2 separate regions of the Mus musculus genome follow, and region 1 is linked to region 2. A link is a contact called in public promoter capture Hi-C data. All regions are on one chromosome and are shown on one strand. The core of a region is the stretch at or near the end of the contact, and the rest is flanking DNA. Distances in the headings are between cores, read along the strand shown.

Region 1 (5,185 bases), core at 924-3,423, 660 kb before region 2:
GTCAGGTACTGGGTGTGGCACAAAGACAACAGCAGTGAACAAAAGCAGAGGAAGCTCCTAGCCAGGAGCTTCCACACACGAACACCCCTAAAACAAAGCCCCCAGCCTGATGCCACAGGTGGGAAGGGACCCTGCGCTACAGATGGCAGGCAAAGCACAAACACCCTGGAAGAACAGTATAAAATTACCTTTGGGGTTTCCCGAGAGAAAAACAGTTGTAGGTTCTGTACAAAAGAGCAAATATTTGTATAATTACCATTCAGATAATACAAAGAAATTAGAAGAGAAATTTGACACAGCTCTGTATAGCTACTAAAATTTTAGTGCTTTTCTTGAGAAAGCTCTTGCTGTCTGCCGTCCTGGGCCTGACTGAAGCCACACAAGCTGTTTGCAGACTTGGTTTGGCAGGAATCCAGTTCCACGGCGCTCTGCTTCTGCATCGCATCTCCCCTAAGTCCCGGGAGCTGCGCTCTTCTCCTTTGCGTTGCACTATAGCCGTGCTGCTTTGTAGTACTTACTATTTAGTTGCTGCGAGGGCAGCGTGGCTCAAGTAATATTCAGTGCTGGCTACCTGTATTGTTTTAAAGTACATGTATTTTAAAGGTTATACTAAAATATATAATTGCCATTTATACAGTTTCTTTGGCAATACAGAGTAAATTTGAAGCAACTGATAAGAGACTTTTTTCAAAACCAACCAGTTTAGGTCTGGAGATTTTACTCAGTGGTTAAAAGTGTGTCTTATCCTTGCACAGAACAGGAGTTTGGTTTACGGCACCTATGTCAGGCAGTTCATAACCACATGTAACTCTGGTTCCAGGATCAGATGCTGTCTTGGGCATCAGATGCTCCTGTGGGCACCACACACATGTGGCATACATTCACACAGAAACATAGAAGAAAAAACAAAATCTCTAAATTAAAAACAGTCAGGATGAACTACGCCTTTAATCACAGCACTCGGAAGGCAAAGGCAGATGGATCTCAGAGTTCAAGGCCAGCCTGGTCTACAGAGGGAGTTCTAAGACAGTCAGGACTAGCCTGTCTCGGAGGAGGGAAAAGGCCAGGATAAATGTTATTTCTCCCTCTGTTCTCAGTGCCACTGCCCTAGCCTTTATAAAGTCCAGTTGGACGAACTGTTGGCAGTCATCCCTTCCCCCAGCCACCCCTACTCCCACAACATATAGCTGCCATATTGACGACGGTCCTGTTAATACTGTCACCGATTTTGCTAAAAACTGTCTAGAAGTGTAGACACTTCACCCCTTCTTAGAAGTGGGAACAAAACACCCATGGAAGGAGTTACAGAGACACAGTTTGGAGCTGAGACGAAAGGATGGACCATCCAGAGACTGCCCCACCCGGGGGTCCATCCCATAATCAGCTTCCAAACGCAGACAGTATTGCATACGCCAGCAAGATTTTGCTGAAAGGACCCTGATATAACTGTCTCTTGTGAGACTATGCCAGGGCCTAGCAAACACAGAAGTGGATGCTCACAGTCATGTATTGTATGGAACACAGGACCCCCAGTGGAGGAGCTAGAGAAAGTACCCAAGGAGCTGAAGGGGTCTACAACCCTATAGGTGGAACAACAGTATGAACTAACCAGTACCCCCAGAGCTCGTGTCTCTAGCTGCATATGTATCAGAAGATGGCCTAGTCAGCCATCATTGGGAAGAGAGGCCCATTGGTCTTGCAAACTTTATATGCCCCAGTATAGGGGAACACCAGCGCCAAGAAGTGGGAGTTGTGGGTAGGGGAGCAGGGGTGGGGAGGGTATAGGGGACTTTCGGGATAGCATTTAAAATGTAAATGAAGTAAATACCTAATAAAAAATTGGAAAAAAAAATGTCTAGAGGCCACAGTGGCCAAGTTTAACACCCACTCCCCTGTCAGCCAAGTCATCTTACCTATCCAAGTGTCTCTTCCCAGACAGACAGCATTTTCATTAGGCAAGATGTTGCCTTATCACAGCCACAGCGTACACGCGCTCACTCCCAGGCCTCTCCTAATGTAATGCTGCTCTGCTCCCTGCCAGCCCTCACCGTACCTACCCACTGCTCATCCCGTCAGCCAGCCAGTCACGTCTCAGCTTCTGCCCCACACCCAGTCCTCTCATCCCAGCTGAGCTGTCTCTTCAGCTCCAGGAATAGCCCCTGGAGTGAAAGTTTCACTTCCCCAGCTATGTCTGACTTCTGCTTTTATCCACAGTAGCTACTGTCCTGGTTAAACGACTGACACTGCTAAGTGGTAAAGCATTGGGTTTCTCTGTCAGTGAGGAGTCAGGCTTAAGTATGTCAGCTGTCAGGGTTAGAGTCTCTGGGAGTCCTTTGAGCACTACCAGCCAGGTGGACTTAGTTTTAACTGCTGCCGTGACTCGTTCACTGCTAAGCAGGCACCTAGAGAAAGGTGCTCAGCGCTCCATCACACTGTCTCCCGTCACCTCCCAGGGTACACAGAATAGAAATGACTAAAAATTCACAGCAGCTTTTATGTGACCTAAAGGGGCATGGAGAAGACAACACTCTGGGAACATGTGAACTAGTTCCATTGCAGAGGTACAGTGCTTTAATTCTGTTGTCCTGTCATCTGGATGCTAGGGTTTTATGCAGCCATTGGGGGTGTCACCTGTGTGAGGGCTGGTCTCTTAAACAGATAAACCATTCAGAGTATGACTTAATATATTTACATGTTTTATGACTAGACACCACCTACTGCATTAAAAAACTTCGACGGAATCCCCAGAGAGAAGAAATTATAGGAAATGGAGAACAGCAATTTATTTATATAGAAAACGGAGACGTGGTTAAGACCGAGGGAGCCACTCTCAGGTAACTAAACAGCCCTAACTTACAGCCTGTGTTATAAAGAAGGATGAAGACAGGTCGGTATGTTTGCCTGCACGTGTGAAGAGTCATGAATACAGAAGAAATCTGACACATTTAATGCTCTCAGGAAAGAGAACGAAAGGGCTTGTGCGCAAACCAGGAAACAAATACCCTTCACTCCTTCTGCTCTCTCTTTAATTGTTCTTGGTGGTGTTTAAATTCATACCACTATTGAGAAATACAGACTTGAGAAGGCTGGGTACAGGTGTGATTGCTCATAGACATGGGAGGCTGAGTCAGGCGTGTGCCATGAGTTCAAGGTCAGTCTCTACTACCTATGAAGTTCCAGGTTGGCTTGGTCGCAGCAGAAGATCCTGTCTCAAAAAAGCAAGTTATTTTAAAACTTAACGTTACTCCTTGGGTGAATCAAGGAACTAACTACCTGAACCTCAATGTAGGGCCTTTCCCAGTGTTCTCACTTCAGAAAAAAAAAAATACGTAAATACTCTAGGGGTCGACCTGTTTCAGAGAGAAAGTCTTTCCTGCTCTGATTTTTTGAGAGCGTCCCCAGTCTCCTAGTCCGGTCTTGCCTTCAATCTCAGAGCGCACACTGTGCTCTGAAGTGGGATGTTATTCAGAATTACTTTTCAACTTTAACTGCTTTTCACCTTTACCATTTCCCTGATCTCTCATTAAACTTGGGTAGACTTTGCCCCAAAAGTATTTGTCAAGGGCAGCAAGATGCTCATTGGGTAAAGTGTTTGCTAAGCTTGATGACATGGCATTCAATCACGCTGGCTACGTAATAGGAGGAGGAGCCAACTCCCAGAAGATGTCCTCCCACCTCCACAGACACCATGCTCCCACCCAGCACCCACATATAAATAAACATGTAGTTATGAACAATTAAAATGAAGCACTTGCTGGAGCTGTTCCTTTCCCTGTCTCCTGCTGTTACATCCTCGCTAACAGGCAGTCTCCAGCCTTTCCCCTTTCTAGTCTCCCTCTATCCCTGTCACTAGAACCTGTGATGATTCCCACTAGCCACAAGATGTTTAGTTCCATGGTCTAGCCCAAAACATCGTTTCTGGTCTTAACTCCATCTACCCCTCTCACAGACCCGAAGAAGTGTATGTAAATTCCTGTGGCATGTTCTGACTTTCCTTTGTTTATATCTTCCCTTTCCACAGGCTTTTCTCCCTGGTAAACTACTGTTTTCCCAGTTCACCAGTTACTTTGAATACCCTTTCTGAGCAGAATTCCTCCTTTCTCCAGCTCTCTTACCATTCTTGCTGTTTCATTAAAGCACTTTGTGTCTGTGAGTAGGTATCTTCTCATCTCTCACAAGTCACAGTAGTAGTTAATGCCAGTTGTCACAGCTAGATAGCTTAGAAATGCAGTGGTTCAGTTGGGCGTGGTGGAACACGCCTTTAATCCCAGCACTCGGGAGGCAGAGGCAGGTGAATTTCTGAGTTCAAGGCCAGCCTGGTCTACAAAGTGAGTTCCAGGACAGCCAGGGCTATACAGAGAAACCCTGTCTTGAAAAAAAAAAAAAAAAAAGAAAGAGAGAGAGAGAGGGGAAGGGAGGAAGAAGGGAGGGAGGGAGGGAAGGAAGGAAGGAAGGAAAGAAGGAAGGAAGGAAAGAAGGAAAGAAATACAATGGTTCAAATATCAAAAACATTTCTCAGGCATAGTAGGTCAAAAAAACAAAACTGTCCTGATTTGTGAGTGTCCTTCAGGTGCTCAACAGGAGTGGGTTGTTGGTTACTTTGATCTTGTGATTCTACACTCCTCTGCTCTTGGTTTCCAAGGTCCACACACGTACAGCACGTAGAAAAGAACAAGGAGAAAGTTTTCTGTAGGAGGTTTCATGGGCCAAGCTTTCTGTTACGTTAGCTATACAGTCAGTCATGTTTCATACCTGACTGTAGAGATTCAGGGATGTGTAGTTTAATTTCATGCCCAAGAGAAAGAAGAAAGAAATAGGATTGATAATTAGCTAGTCATCTTCTTACACAGGTGTGGTGGTTTGAATATCCTTGGCCCATGGGAAGTGGCACAAATTAGGAAGTGTGGCCTTTCTGGAGTGGGTGTGGCCTTGTTAGAGGAAGTGTATCACTATGGAGGCAGGGCTTTGAGGTCTCATATATATGCTCAAGAGTGACCGGTGTGACTGTGTCCTCTTGGCTGCCTTTGGATGAAGATATAGAAGCCTCCGCTCCTCCGGCACCATATCTGCATACATTCTGCCATGCTTCCCACCATGATAATAATAGATTAAACCTATGAAGCTTTAAGCCAGCCCCAATTAAATGTTTGCCTTTATAAGAGTTGTCTTGGCCATGGTGTCTCTT
Region 2 (4,941 bases), core at 549-3,048:
AGTATTTCACATGAGATGGTCTTTCTGTCCACCTTGGTGACTTAAAGACACCCGCACCCTTGGGGCTTCAGTGCGGTTCGTCTTCCCACTGTACAGATGAAGGGCAGCGGGGTGGCTGGTTGCCTGAGGGCTGGGCTGGGTGGCTGCCCGCGCGCCTGCGCCCTCTGCTGCTCCGGTCCTGGCGCGTCTCTGTGCGTGTGTGTCTGCCTGGGGAGAAGAGGCTTGGGTGACAGGCCAGAGGTTGGGGGAAGAGTTAGCCAGCTCGACTCGCAGTCTCACTCCCTGATTTCTCGGCGGCGGGACCGAGACGGTCTCCGCAGGCGGCTGGCCCATCTTCCCCCACCGCTGCCGTCCTACAGCGGCTGATCCTCTCCCAGCCCGGCAGATTGGTCGTCACCCTCGCTAGTGAGTTGCGAAAGCTTGTGCGCCTAGCAGAGCGGCGAGCTGTGCCTGGCGGTTCTGTCCTCCCACCGGCTGTGTGTGTGTGTGTGTGTGTGTGTGTGTGTGTGTGTGTGTGCGTGCGCGCGCGCGGAGGGGATGTCCCTAGGATTCCGCGTTGGTTCCGAGAGCTCGGGGCGGGGATCCGCGTGTCCATCCCATGCGAGTCTGCGTCGCGATGCGGCTGCTCCCTCAGCCAGGGGCTCCGACGCCGGGATTCCCCAGCTCGGCGTGCAGCCACGGGTGGAGTTCCCCGGGAAGGCGCAGGGGTGAGCGGGCGGAGCCCAAGTGCCGGCTTGCAAGCCACTGGCAGTCCGGTCCTGAACAATACTGGGAGATGTTGTAGCCGCCTCTCTCATCTTTTTTCTTTTCGCAGCAGCATCACAAAAGCTCAGAACGAAACCCAACGCAGCAGAACCCCAATGCCTCCCATCTGGTGCACTTCGCCGCCGGGGCAGGAGGAGTATAGGGTTCCCCAAGATTAGGGATGGGGTTTACAGCGGAGGCGCACCTGTATTAGCGCTCGCTGAATTCAAACCAAGCGCTGGCTCGCACAAAGTGAACTCGTGTGTGTGTGTGTGTGTGTGTGTGTGTGTGTGTGTGTGTGTGTGTTATACTTCAGGCCTTCGCACACCTCACGCTCTCAGGGTGTGCTTGGCAAATAGCACACCTCCGGGCCGGCGTGCCTGTGTTGAGCCGTTTCGGTGGGCTCCCCGCGCACGCTGTGCCAGCTTGCCAGCGTCTCTTTGTTTGGTGTGGCTTCACTCAACCATTTGCAAAGCAAATTGATTTTCGGTTTCGCTCAACCTTGCGCTCTGGGACTTAACGTGGGCCACAGCCTCGAATGCCCTCGTTACTTGTAATTGAATATAGTTCTTTCCGGCAAGGGGCTATTTTTAGTGTAGAGAATAACCACGCAAGCATGTTGATCCCCTCCCCCCACGCGCTGTCTTTGACTTTAAGTAGGTGTTTGATGGAGCGGACGCATTCACATCTCGTCGCGCACACGTGCCAGTGTACAAGTGTGCACACATATTTCTACACGTAGTTTTCTTTCTACCGCTTAAAAATGTATTTTAAAATTTGAGACCAGGAATGTATTGTGTGCTTGTAAAAGGAAAAAAAAAACTTTCCTTTGTTCTTCTGGGAATCTTCTATTTTGAGTCATGGAGTAGGAGTACCAGAAGGTTGCTATTAGTTCACTCGAATAAAAGACACTGCCTTCTGAGTCAGAGCTGCCAGGCTGATAATTATTAACATATAAAAGCAAACGCACTGTTTAAGGCAAAAGGGGCGGGGCGGGGGCAGGCCCGCCGCAGACAATGAGCGAGAGTCTTGGCGGACCGCCTGCTGCTCATTGTTCCGGGACTTGAGGCTGCAGTCTCTGCAGGTCCCTCCTGCACGGTTCAGCTCCTGGCTAGCACCTCGGTCCCTCTGGGGTCCACGAGGTTACTTAGCACTAGTCACCGGACCCCGGGTTGCCAGCCCCAAGTGCATCCGTCCCTCTGACCATCAATTCTCTGCTTTACAGGTCGGCAGCTTCACGACCCTGTGTGTCACAAGCCTTGCGGTGGGCACCGAACACCCCTGGAGCCACAAAGTGGGATGTTGTTCGGACAGTTGCGCTAAGAGACCCCACACTGGGCCCAGGTCGCTCTAGCTTCTGGCCACCGTCTGAGAGGCGGCGGCGGAGGGGATGAGCACCGGACGCGCAAAGCGCCTACCGCGAGCTATCCCTGAGAGTGGACACCAAGCAGGACTCCTCGAAGGACCGCGTGGACCTTTACCTCCCCCGGTACAAGGTGGCTTCTTGTTGTGCCTCGGGTCAGGATGCTCTGGGCACCTCCCTGCTGCTGAGATGTTTTGCTTCCAGGCTCTGCCATCCCCAGCCCGGGTCTCAGGAGGAGACGACTGAGTGGGCCGGGCATCAGCCCCTCGTTCAGGTGGATGAAAAGTGCCGGAGGCCTTATATGGAATCAGCGATCACATTTTAAGAGCCATGGACGAAGGGGATGCGCAGTCTCGGGCCCAACAGCAGCTAGAGGCACCGTCTTCGGTTGGAGCTGTCCAAGAGAAGTGCGAGTCAGAGTCCTTCAGGTCTAAGAGTTTACCGGTCCTGCACAGCGCCTCCTGCCGGCAGAATTTCAGTGCTGGGAATGCAGATGGCAAACTGGCCTTGGGTTGCAATGAAGCTCCAGGTCGCCAGGAGACGCATCTAGGACGGAACTTGATAGTCCCCAGCCCTTCTGCTCCATCCACTTCGGCAGGCACTACAACGGAACTCATGGACTGTAACCACAGGATGGACCCCAGCAAAACTGTGTCAGTATCTTCCACTTTGGCCACACTCCAGGAGAGAAGGTGTCTCTACGTGGTCCTTACGGATTCTCGCTGCTTCTTAGTGTGCATGTGTTTTCTGACTTTCATCCAGGCGTTAATGGTCTCTGGGTACCTGAGCAGTGTCATCACCACCATCGAAAGGCGCTATAGCTTGAAGAGTTCTGAGTCAGGGCTGCTGGTCAGCTGCTTTGATATAGGAAACCTGGTGGTGGTGGTGTTCGTCAGCTACTTTGGTGGCCGTGGGCGAAGGCCCCTATGGCTGGCAGTGGGTGGACTTCTTATTGCCATCGGGGCTGCGCTCTTCGCTTTACCTCACTTTATCTCACCCCCCTATCAAATCCAAGAGTTGAACGCTTCGGCCTCCAACGATGGCCTTTGTCAGAATGGCAACTCCACAGCCATCTTGGAGCCTCCTCCCTGTCCCAAGGACTCGGGAGGAAATAGTCACTGGATCTACGTGGCTTTATTCGTTTGTGCACAGGTTCTCATTGGAATGGGCTCTACACCGATTTACACCCTGGGACCAACCTATTTAGATGACAACGTCAAGAAAGACAATGCATCCTTGTACCTAGGTAAGACTTGGAATTCTCAGGCATGTAGTTGGCTCACAGTGACATTCTTTTTCTTCCCCAGTCACAAAGGAACACAACCTTTTGTGTTTTCAAGTATATTAAGCATTATGGTTCATTCCTTTTGAGTCCTGCTTTTGGTGTAGTATGTTTTCAGTTTGGGATAAAGAGCTCTTTGAAATAATTTCACAGTTGTCTTTTCTCACCAATACAAAGGCTGAAAAATAGGACAGCACAGGGCCCGTTCCTCTTGTTGTTCACTTTTGGGGAACCTCTATTTGTCAAGTTTATCTTCTAAGCTTTCTTTCCAAGAAATGACCAGAAAGGAGGAGAGCTCACCAGCAGTTTTGAGTCATTGCTTTGCATTGTTACATCTGTTTCTCATCCCTAAAAGCAGATGATGGGGTAGCCAGACCACATATGCTATGTCACTTCACTTCCAAACTCTATTCTGAACATGTCTGATCACCCAGCACCAACAAAGCCTGAAAAACAGTAGATGAATAAGTTATGTCTGCCCACGAGGAAGCAACAGCATGGGCCATGGATTTATCCAAGGCTGTTTTCATTGGGCTTAGAAGACCTCAGTTACTGGAGTTTGTGAGAGTTCATTACTGTCTTCTGAAGAACACAGGCTCTTGGGTTTCATTCCTTGCCTTTCATTTAAGAGCACAGCAGACAGAGGTGTTTGGGATAAGTTCCGGGTATCCATGGGAGGTCAGCCAGGTATGCACAGGGCTAACCGAGTTTCTAGATGTAACTTTGGTGGTTGTCAGCATCTCTCTGTAGTTAGTAATTGCTCCTTCTAAAGTGCACTAAAAGATGGTTTTGAACCCCTGGAAAGGATCAGTGTTGTTAGACCAGTTAATTGCTCTCTGTTCTGTTTTGCTGGAGTCCACCTAACACTTAAAACACCTAAAGGCACTCTGTGTGTGTGTGTGTGTGTGTGTGTATACATCTGTGTGTACACCACAGGACAACCTTGGATGTTGTCTTCTCTCTCTCTCTCTCTCTCTCTCTCTCTCTCTCTCTCTCTCTCTCTGTCTCTCTCTTTCTCTCTCTTTCGTTCCTGGCTTAGAATTCACCAAGGAGCTCACCTATGTGGCTGTTTAGTAACTTCTTAGCTATGTGTTGGTAGATTCCTTGATGTCTGAATGAGATTTTCCAAGAGAGTGAAGAAGATGGTCAGCTTAGAAGGGCTGTACTTTGTCTTTAGTTTACCCACTGCCCTTGGAGTTACTAACTTAACTTTGTTAGTAAATATACGCACAAATGGTAAAATAAGTATCAATATACCCACTCACTAGACTTAATAATTCCTTATTTTATCAACTGTGTATGGTGGCCAATACCTGTAATTCCAGCACTAGGAAGGGTGAGGTAAGAGCATTGCTATGGTTTTTAAGGTCACCCTGGGCTACATGGCGAGTACTAGGCCAACCAGGGCTACATGGTAGATACTGTCTCAAACAACAACAAAAACTCCACTTTGTCATGCTTAAAAGAATCTCCGTATGTGTGTGTATATTTGATGTGGGGAGCTTACTAGCATCTCCCCAATATGTGTGTATATATTTGACATGGAGAGCTA

The links. Promoter capture Hi-C pulls out the DNA fragments that hold promoters and counts their contacts.
Region 1: a promoter capture Hi-C map of pre-B cells shows a contact between it and region 2, with 2.0 times the contacts expected there. The contact joins the enhancer-like site here to the promoter of Slco5a1 in region 2. A contact is called at or near these places in 5 of 39 promoter capture datasets (the 3T3-L1 cell line, cranial neural crest, hippocampal neurons and 2 more), 3 of 484 Hi-C or Micro-C datasets (B cells, LSK cells and muscle stem cells), 3 of 115 datasets of contacts at active chromatin or transcription factors (embryonic stem cells, fibro-adipogenic progenitors and stem cell-derived neural progenitor cells) and 1 of 9 other capture datasets (liver).

Annotation. Positions count from the first base shown.
Region 1 is chr1:13,645,034-13,650,218 of GRCm38.p6, reverse strand. It overlaps Lactb2 (lactamase, beta 2), which reads left to right. Exons shown (of 7, transcript NM_145381.2): 3 at 2,708-2,834. Among named protein-coding and RNA genes, the nearest start is that of Lactb2, 13 kb to the left of the region's middle. Within about 2 kb of position 2,173, at least 56 of the 459 cell types and tissues checked have an H3K27ac peak or open chromatin away from gene starts, as enhancers often do. A contact at or near this core is called in pre-B cells, where this site is marked.
Region 2 is chr1:12,987,992-12,992,932 of GRCm38.p6, reverse strand. Slco5a1 (solute carrier organic anion transporter family, member 5A1) reads left to right here and starts at 1,798. Exons shown (of 9, transcript NM_172841.2): 1 at 1,798-3,353. The coding sequence starts at 2,438.